Regions from separate parts of the Rattus norvegicus genome. Here region 2 is linked to region 1. A link is a contact called in public Hi-C data. All regions are on one chromosome and are shown on one strand. Each heading gives the region's core, a stretch centred on a gene start, on an enhancer-like site or on the middle of the called end of the contact. The rest is flanking DNA. Distances are from core to core; before and after follow the strand shown. Region 1 holds the start of Slc39a2 (solute carrier family 39 member 2). Region 2 holds the start of Supt16h (SPT16 homolog, facilitates chromatin remodeling subunit).

Region 1 (4,328 bases), core at 1,293-3,792:
CCTTCCTCTGGAATTTGAGGGGGTCAGATCCAGATGAGCCTTCTCCCCAGCCTGTTACATTACTGATGGATCTTACATGTGTTTGCAGTGTCCCCATGAACTTCCTTGTCCTCAGCTGAACGCCGCCAAGTCCCTGGCCTGTAGCTTCTCCCAGGCCTATCAGCCTATCCCCTTTCACTGGGTATGTATCCCTGGAGTGCTGTGCAGGTGAGATGGCCTAACCTAGGCGAACAGAATAACCTGGAGCTCTGTGTGACTTATAGTATGAGGGAGGACTTCAGGCATGCAGAGGGAAGGGAGCTATGGTTCATTCCCTCTGAACAGCTCCATATTCTTCTTGTAGAATAAGAAACCAAAGGAGGAAACGTTCTCCATGGTAATCCTTGCCAGGGGTTCTCCAAAGGAAGCTAACCGCTGGCCCCGAATCACGCAGCCTGTTCTTAAACGGCCTCGCCATGTGCATTGTCACCTCTGTTGTCCAGATGGGCACATGCAGCACGCTGTGGTCACAGCCCGTCGGCACGGCAGGTAGAGGAGATACGGCCATCTGAGTGAGTGTAGCAAGAGCCCGCAGCCCACTGAACACCTCTCTCTCTCTCACGCCGCAGGGATTTATATCGCTGTGCCCGCGTCAGCTCCTGGGGAGACCTTTTACCTGTGATCTCTCCATCCGAGTTTCCTCCTCCGTCCCCGGCTGAAGAGCCCCCTGAGAGTTGACAAGGATATTCCTCCGTCACACCTGCCAAGGGCAAAGCTACCTGGTCCAGGAAGACAGCTCTGGTACCCCTGTGCTTGTATTTGTTTGAAATTTTAATAATAAATGTTTTTAAAGAACAGAGGTGGATTTTATGACTGCTTAAAGATACGGGGTCGGTTGTCCTGGCCTGTCTGTAATGAAGAGAGTGCAATGTCAGTGTAGAGAGACCTCACTGCTTCAAAGAGACACTTCCTTGAAAGACATGGAGGATGGTGGGGAAAGACACACTGGCCCTGTGAGAGACTCAGCAGGGCTCACCCACTGGTCATGCGGGCCTCCTGAGAGGGAACTAGCAGTTAGCCGACTCCTTTACTGGTTTCTTTCCCTGGAGTTTGCCTCATATTTCCCTCAAGGTTAATCTAGTCAGACACTTCTGTTTGTTTGGTTTGTTTCCATTTCCTGTTTCCATGCTAGAACAACCCCAGTTCACAACAAGAAACGTTAAGCCCCAAAACAAGAGGCTACCTACCAGTGAGGCAAGGGTACCTCAAGTCTGCCCCTGCACAGCAAGCATAATTCCGAGCTATAAGGGAAGGCACGGAAGAGGGCTGGGGGCAAGCAGATAATATCACAGGCTTTGATAAAGGTCAAGGCTTTTAGATCTCTTGGCACTGAGGGACATCTGGTAGACCATTCAGGTCCAGCAATCTGAGGTCCAGCACGTGAGGTCCAGCACGTAAAGCTTGTAAATTTTCTTGTATGATGAAAGTGACAAGATTAACAGTTGATAATTCTAGGACTAGATGTCAACAGGGACATGGCAGAGCTTACCTTGACTAAAACAAAGAATGTGTTGTTTGTTTGAAGTTTGTGGGTTTCCTCAAACTTTAAAGATAAAAAAAAAGTGTTTTAAGTTTTTATATAAGAGAAAAAAGCAATTGACTGATTTCACTGGGGGATATGGGGAGGGCTTCATCACAGAAACAGAAGTGACAGGTGGGGCATAGTAGCCCAAGGCTTTGGAGAAGCAGAGGCAGGTAAATCTCAGTTTATCAAGGCTAGCCTGGTCTACATAGTTCCAGGCTGGCCAGGGCTACACAGTGAGACCCTGGGTCAAAAAAAAAAAAAAAGTGACAGTATCCATGTTGTAACAGTAGGGAGAGAGAGAGAGAGGGAGGGGGAGAGAGGGAGGGAGAGAGAGAGAGAGAGGGAGGGAGGGGGAGGGGGAGAGAGGGAGGGAGGGAGGGAGGGAGGGGGAGAGAGGGAAGGAGGGAGGGAGGGAGAGAGAGAGAGAGAGAGAGAGAGAGAGAGAGAGAGAGAGAAAGAGAACAGATCCCTGGGAATTTCCATGCCTGGAGCTATTTTTCTAGAGTTAGAGGAAAGGGGACTCTCTTTGCTTGCTAATTCACACAGAAGAGTAGCAACTCCACCCCCTTTACCCTCAGGTGGCCCCAAATCCTCTCTGAAAGGGTTCAGTTCAAGTATCAGCAGAGCAACCTGTAAGACTTAGGATGGGGTAGAGCAAGCCTATGGAAGGCTTATATTAAATGTCCTGACCATGGCAGGACCAAATTAACATAACTGGGACCTAACTACCATAGGTTGTTACACTTGAGGTCAGATCAACCCCAGACATGAACTAAGAGTCCTCAGAGCGCTTGGATTAGTCACAGCATAGAAGAGAAAACTTCTCTGAGCTGTACCTGGCAGGGAGTCTGGAGTTTCTGGTTTGGAAGCTCAGGAAGGTGTGAGGCAGGGGAGGGGCCTCCAGATAGTGGGAGGGTTGGTGGCTGGGGCTGAGCCCTCGTCAGCTATGCGGCTGAGGGCTGTGTAAACCCAGACAGTGCAGGGACAAGAGGGTTAGCAACAGTCCTGAAATTCACGCAAGGGAATACTCCACTTTGGCTGCTTCAACCGTTCCTCGCTGCTTTCGCCTTTCTGAGGTCTCTGCTTACCCTACACCCCAGAGATGGAGGTGCTACCAGGAGTTAAAATTGGCTGTGTGCTTGCCCTCCTGGTTTTCACACTGGGCTGTGGTCTTACTCCCATCTACGTCAAATGGTTCCAGACGGATGCAGCAACAGGTATAGCCCCCACTGACTCTGTCCCTCACACTGTCTTACCTCAGACCTCTCCTAACATCTGGCTCTGGTTCTCTCACATCCCTCCAAAGACGGCGGGGAGCGCTGTCTGTTGCTCTTCATTCATTCCCATTGACCTCGTCGCTAGCTGGAGAATAACCCCGGCTCTTTTATTAGGTCACCACCACAGGGTTCTCAGCCTCCTGGGCTGCACCTCTGCCGGTGTCTTCCTGGGAGCAGGGTTGATGCATATGACTGCTGAAGCCCTGGAGGGAATTGAGTCAGAAATTCAGAAATTCGTGGTGCAGGTGGGTAGCACAGAAATCAAGTGTCAGGGTTATGGAGCCGGGCTGATAGACAGAAGCTAGAGACATCGGGACCGCTTAGATAAGCACAGCCCACGGGTGGGACAGCAGCTGTTGGGTAGGAATGGGAGCGGTGGTCGGGGTGAGCATCCAAGGAAAGCTTGGTGCTTGAAAGGGCAGGCAGGACAAGGACTAGAGCTGCCTCAGACTCAGTCTAATTTCTGTTTCTGCCTTCCTAGAATAGTACAGGAAGTAAGGGGAATTCTTCTCGTGATGCTGCTGCCAGTTACGTAAGTATCTACTATTAGCCCCTGTCTGGAGAGTGAGGAGAGCCTGGACTTTTCATGCCCCCTTTGATAAGTGAAGGATACCGGGACTCTCTTCTCTCAGATCAAATAATTTAGAGAAAGCCAGTGCCGGGCCTAATCCTTTGTTCGTGGACCTCAGAAAAGGCTCTTGGTTGACTCCACCCTTCCTACCTAAGACACTCTGACCGGCTGCCCTCAGCCCCCTGGGTCTCTCTCTCCTCTGTACGTCTACTCTCGGGCTCCGTGCGCCTTTTTGTCCTTTTGCCATTTTTTTCCATTCTCCTCTCCTGGTCCCGTGTCCATTCCGTGTATTGTCTCCTTCCGCCCTGGCTTATGGTTCCTCTCTCTGTTCCTAGGTGGAGTACCCCTACGGAGAACTTGTCATCTCCCTGGGCTTTTTCTTTGTCTTCCTTTTGGAGTCGCTGGCCTTGCAGTGCTGTCACGGTGCTGCTGGAGGATCGACAGTACAGGAGGAGGAATGGGGAGGGACTCATGCCTTCGGATTCCACAAGCATCCACCCATACCCTCACCCTCACGGGGTCCCCTCCGCGCCCTCATCCTTCTGCTCTCGCTGTCCTTTCATTCCGTATTCGAAGGTCTAGCTGTGGGACTGCAGGCAACCGTGGCAGCTACTGTACAGCTCTGCGTTGCTGTGCTGGCTCATAAGGGGCTTGTGGTGTTCAGCGTGGGCCTGAGGCTGGTGAAGATCGGCACTGGACCACGATGGGCCACGTTCTGCATACTGTCCTTAGCTCTCATGTCTCCTGTGGGCCTAGCCCTAGGGCTGACCGTGGCTGGTGGAGCCTCAGGACAAGCACAGGAATTAGCCCAGGCGATATTAGAGGGCATAGCAGCTGGCACGTTTTTATATGTCACCTTCCTAGAAATTTTGCCCCGGGAGCTGGCTTGTCCTGAGGCCCCTCTGGCCAAGTATGG
Region 2 (4,246 bases), core at 1,567-4,066, 310 kb after region 1:
AGAAAAGAGAGTCATAATCAAATCTCAGCAAACAGCAGGAAGCAGTACAGAAGACCTGATACTACAGCTTACCCACTCTCACTGCAATGGACTCTTCTTTTGGGGGAAGGGTCACAGCTACCCATTACCTCAAGCATAGCAGCTGGCAAACAAATGCATTGGATTATTATTTCTTTTGAAAACAGCTGCAATTCTGGCACCTTGTGTAACTCTTCAAGACAAAAAGCAGAGAAAGGAGTTGAGGTCTGTTCACAGGAAGATTTAATAAAATAACTCTCAAATTATTAGTAGAAATGCCTGAATCCAGTGTCCCTTACTCCTCAAAAATAGTCAAAAATCTAGGGAGGAACTTTGTTTAACCTCCCTCCAGTAGGCAGAATAAATTGATTTAGTGATTAAAAACAACCACAACAATGAACGGGCTGGAAATCTCTAACTATGTATCCCATAAATAGAAAACCCACAGGACGACCCTGTAACCCACTTTCATAATCTATCACTACCACCTAGGATTTCCCAAAGCAGAAACAAGACAGGCACTGAAAACCTATTTTGATGTTGAAAATAGAAAAGGTAGGACTGGACTAGACTCAAATGTCTCAAGAATGATGTAAAGCAGACTGGTGATGGCTCAGTAGATAAAGGTGCTTGCTGTACAACGTGAGTTTGATCTCCAGAGCCCAGATAAAGGTACCCAACTTGAAGACAAATGACTGGACAAAGATATCTTCTGACCCCTATCCGTGAGCACTGGCACTTATATCCACTCAGGCATCACTGACATCGTAGTTGGTATCCTGATGACTTATAGCACACGTGCATAAACTGTATGCAAATATTTCACCATTAAAAGACTTATGTACCACACTTGATCTGGGAGGGCTTCCTACAATAAACCCCCAAGAACCCAATACTGAAGGAGGATGGAGGCTTAATGTGTCAGGCATTTCTACTCAAAAGATGATATGCTGTGCTTGATGTGGGACATAAGTTATGAAAATTATAATTAAAAACCATGTTATTGAAACAGTCTTTAAATAGCTTGATGAACTCTGGAACTAGAGAATACACCAATAGTGTATTTTTTAAGGGCCTAGAAAGATGCTCAGTGGTTAAGGTCACTGGTTGTCCTTCCAGAAGACTAGGATTCATATGGACCCAAACATCAACTAATAACCTTCTGAAACTTCGGTTCTAGGGTATCCGATGCCCTCTTCTGGCCTTCTCCGGCAACGCATGCAAGGTATACATACATGAATGCAAACTACCCATAAGCATAAAAAAAAAAAAAAAAAAAGCTTTAAAAACAGTGCATTATTTCAGGGTTGATTGTGGAAACGAGAGCTTTTGATTATCAACATTACATATATCATAATATAATGACTATTAATAAATATCCCTAGATTGCAGATATAGCTTACTGGTAAAGCACTAGGTGGTAGGACCAATTCTCAGGACCAAAAACTTATTTTGGATCAAATATCATTTTGTGATAGAGACCATTAAGTCGCACTGAGTGCTCTTCCAGAGGTCCCGAGTTCAAATTCCAACAAGCACATGGTGGGTGGCTCACAACCAACCATCTGTAATGAGATCTGATGCCCTCTTCTGGTGTGTCCGAAGACAGCTGCAAGTGTACTTATGTATAATAAATAAGTAAATCTTCAAAAAAGTTAGCTAATAAAGTGAAAAAAAAAAAAAAGCCAGCGTTTATCTAGTATGGCTTTTAGTAAAATGTGGCAGAGAACATATTTCCAGCATGCAATGCATCCTGCTTAAAAGATACACAGGCTTTTTTTTCTGATGAGGCAGGTAAACAACCGACTTCAGTAAAGGTTCAATTTTATTTACTAAGCCACGAGCTGATTGATACAGTCTCACTTTGAAGCACAGGCTGGCATGAAACTAGTCATTTTCCTGCCTCAGCCTCAGAAATCATGGGATTATAGGCAGGAGCCAAGAATGGAGAGGATCAATCGGTAAGATAGGTTACAACGCTGAAACCAGAGTTGGTTATTTTTTCAGAACGTTTTCGGGTTTCTTTTTTAGCAGTTATATTTTCCCTCGCTCACAAGGTCCAGAGCCCAGACCTATGATAGACTGTTTCAGACAGTATCACAGTATGAAATTAATCAAACATTTGAGAAGTTAACTAGCAAAAAAGTAAGTTTTAAATTATGAGCGATTATAAAACAGGGAAACTGTCCAATCTTTGGAGAAGCCCTGGAACTTCCACAACGATTTCCTCAACACGTGCCCCCGGTATGATGCCGACATGGGAAACCAGGTCTGAGGCGTCCTATCAATTTAATTCTTATGAGAGCCCGCAGGTTTCCAGCGCTGGGTCTATTACCCACGCAGGGCCTAACGTGAAGCAGCGGAGCGCGGGAGCAGCATTTCTCAACTCCAGCAGAGGCCCGCAAGCGGAGAGCGCCAAGAGCTCCGGGCACAGCTTTCGCGCCCCTTTCCCGCAAACGGTAATTCTGGCGGGACCTGGGTGGGCCGGTGTGGCGGCGGGACAGGCTAGGCGCGTGCGGACCCCGCAGGCGCTGTGCGGCGAGCGGGACTCCCGCTGCCGGAGCAGGCGGGAGCGCGGCGGAGCCGGAGATTTCTGGCTGAGGGGAAAAGGGCGCCGGGAAGCAGGCTATTATGGGATGTGAGGCTCCCGGGGGCGCCGGGCTCCTTACCCGCCAGTTACTGTACAGTCTCTTAACTCGCCGGTAGTACGCGTCTTTGTCCAGAGTCACAGCCATAGCCCTGGACGCCGCTTTCCGTCGGGCTCCGAGAATCACGCGAGGTCCCAGCTCCGCCACCCGCGCTCGGCCCGGAATCCCGCACTCTCTGTGACCCGGAAGTACCGACCGCTCGGTATCCCCTTCCGCTTCCGGGTCCCTATAGCGTCGAAGATTTTAAAAAGCAAAAAAACCCAAACAAAAAAAAACCCACCACCCAGCTCGCTCTGTAGGGTAGTAGGGGAAAGGCAACAGAGAAGGACGCAAAAGTGGAGAAATCAACAGAATACTGTTGCAGAGCTGGTTCGCGGGATCTGGAACCTCTCTCCGCCGCCAGAGGCTACCGTCACGTGACCCGCCCACTTTTCGAGCTCGGGGCGCTCTAAGCCGCGGGCAGAGGTGGGAGGGGAGCAGAAAGAGCGGGACCCGCGAGCAACCAAGCGCTGAGGAGTGAGTCCTCTGCCCCAGGGCAGGGCCTTGAACGCCAAGGGGAAGGCACTTTTAACCAAACTCTGCATCCCAAGAGAACGGAGCCCACCTTTGCAAATAAGCTGCGGGGAAGGCAGAAGCAGAGTAGGAAGATAAATGTTCAGGTTTCCTTTAAGAGATGTGCTGGTAGGGTGGAAGGAAACAAATAGCTTGGAGTGGCTCCTAAACTTTGTAGTTCTTCCCAGCCCCCTGGGGACCCAAGTCATGAAGGCACCTTTTTTTGTCAGCGGGTACTTTGCTGTATTTCATAAAAAGCAACATTGTCCTCTGGTTTTCCCCAAGAGAATGGTCATCTTGGTTAATTGAGAAAAATATATATGGTCCTTGAAATTCATCCTCGTCTAAGAATGTGGAGCACAACTCAATATATTTCACCTCTTTATCTTGTATCATTTCCCTGGCTTAAGCAAACTGGACAATCCACGGTTGATTATATATGCCTTTAGAGGGGTACAAGTGACTTTTCTATTCGTGGTAACAGTATTGAATACAGAATGATGTTTACACTATTACCCCAAAAAAATTAGTATTTATATTGTTTGAGGAAACAGAACATAGGAAGAATGGAAAAGGATTAACTTAAATTTATTAATGCCAAGGGGAAGGAAGGTAACAGTCCCTGACCCTCCAGCTGTATCCACAGTTTGGCCAGGAACAGGCTCTGCCAGAGGCTAGGGCCAGCGCTACATAGTCTGTGGTTAATGGAGGTGTCTGGGGAGGGGTGAGCACACCAGCTGCTCTAAGCTCCTTTGCTCCCCCAGAAACGAGGAAGTGGTCATTTATTATTTTTTAGGAGTTCCCCTGCCCACCCAATCCTCTCAAAACTGGGAGCAATCGGGTACGAGTTTTTTGTTTTTTTTTTTTTCCTTTTTTTTTTCTTTTCCTTTTCACCTCCTGAAGTCTTGGGTTTCCCCATATTGTTCCCTGCCCCTCCCACATTTCCAAAGTCCAAGGGCCAGAGTAAGGGATTCCAGCAGCCACCCAGCACGGGTCTATATTAGGGCTTCAGTCGTCAGCATCATCAC

The links. A called contact is a pair of places that touch in the nucleus more often than the background predicts.
Region 2: a contact with region 1 is called in a Hi-C map of kidney, with 6 times the contacts expected there. The contact joins the promoter of Supt16h here to the promoter of Slc39a2 in region 1. A contact is called at or near these places in 2 of 12 Hi-C or Micro-C datasets (frontal cortex and kidney).

Annotation. Positions count from the first base shown.
Region 1 is chr15:27,061,695-27,066,022 of GRCr8, forward strand. Slc39a2 (solute carrier family 39 member 2) reads left to right here and starts at 2,543. Exons shown (of 4, transcript NM_001107260.1): 1 at 2,543-2,781; 2 at 2,956-3,086; 3 at 3,323-3,373; 4 at 3,748-4,328. The coding sequence starts at 2,667. Mettl17 (methyltransferase like 17) reads left to right here. Exons shown (of 14, transcript NM_001427254.1): 12 at 89-181; 13 at 344-528; 14 at 609-836. The coding sequence ends at 717.
Region 2 is chr15:27,375,498-27,379,743 of GRCr8, forward strand. Supt16h (SPT16 homolog, facilitates chromatin remodeling subunit) reads right to left here and starts at 2,817. Exons shown (of 26, transcript NM_001107261.1): 1 at 2,688-2,817. The coding sequence starts at 2,753. Chd8 (chromodomain helicase DNA binding protein 8) reads right to left here. Exons shown (of 37, transcript NM_001347661.1): 37 at 3,788-4,246. The coding sequence ends at 4,227.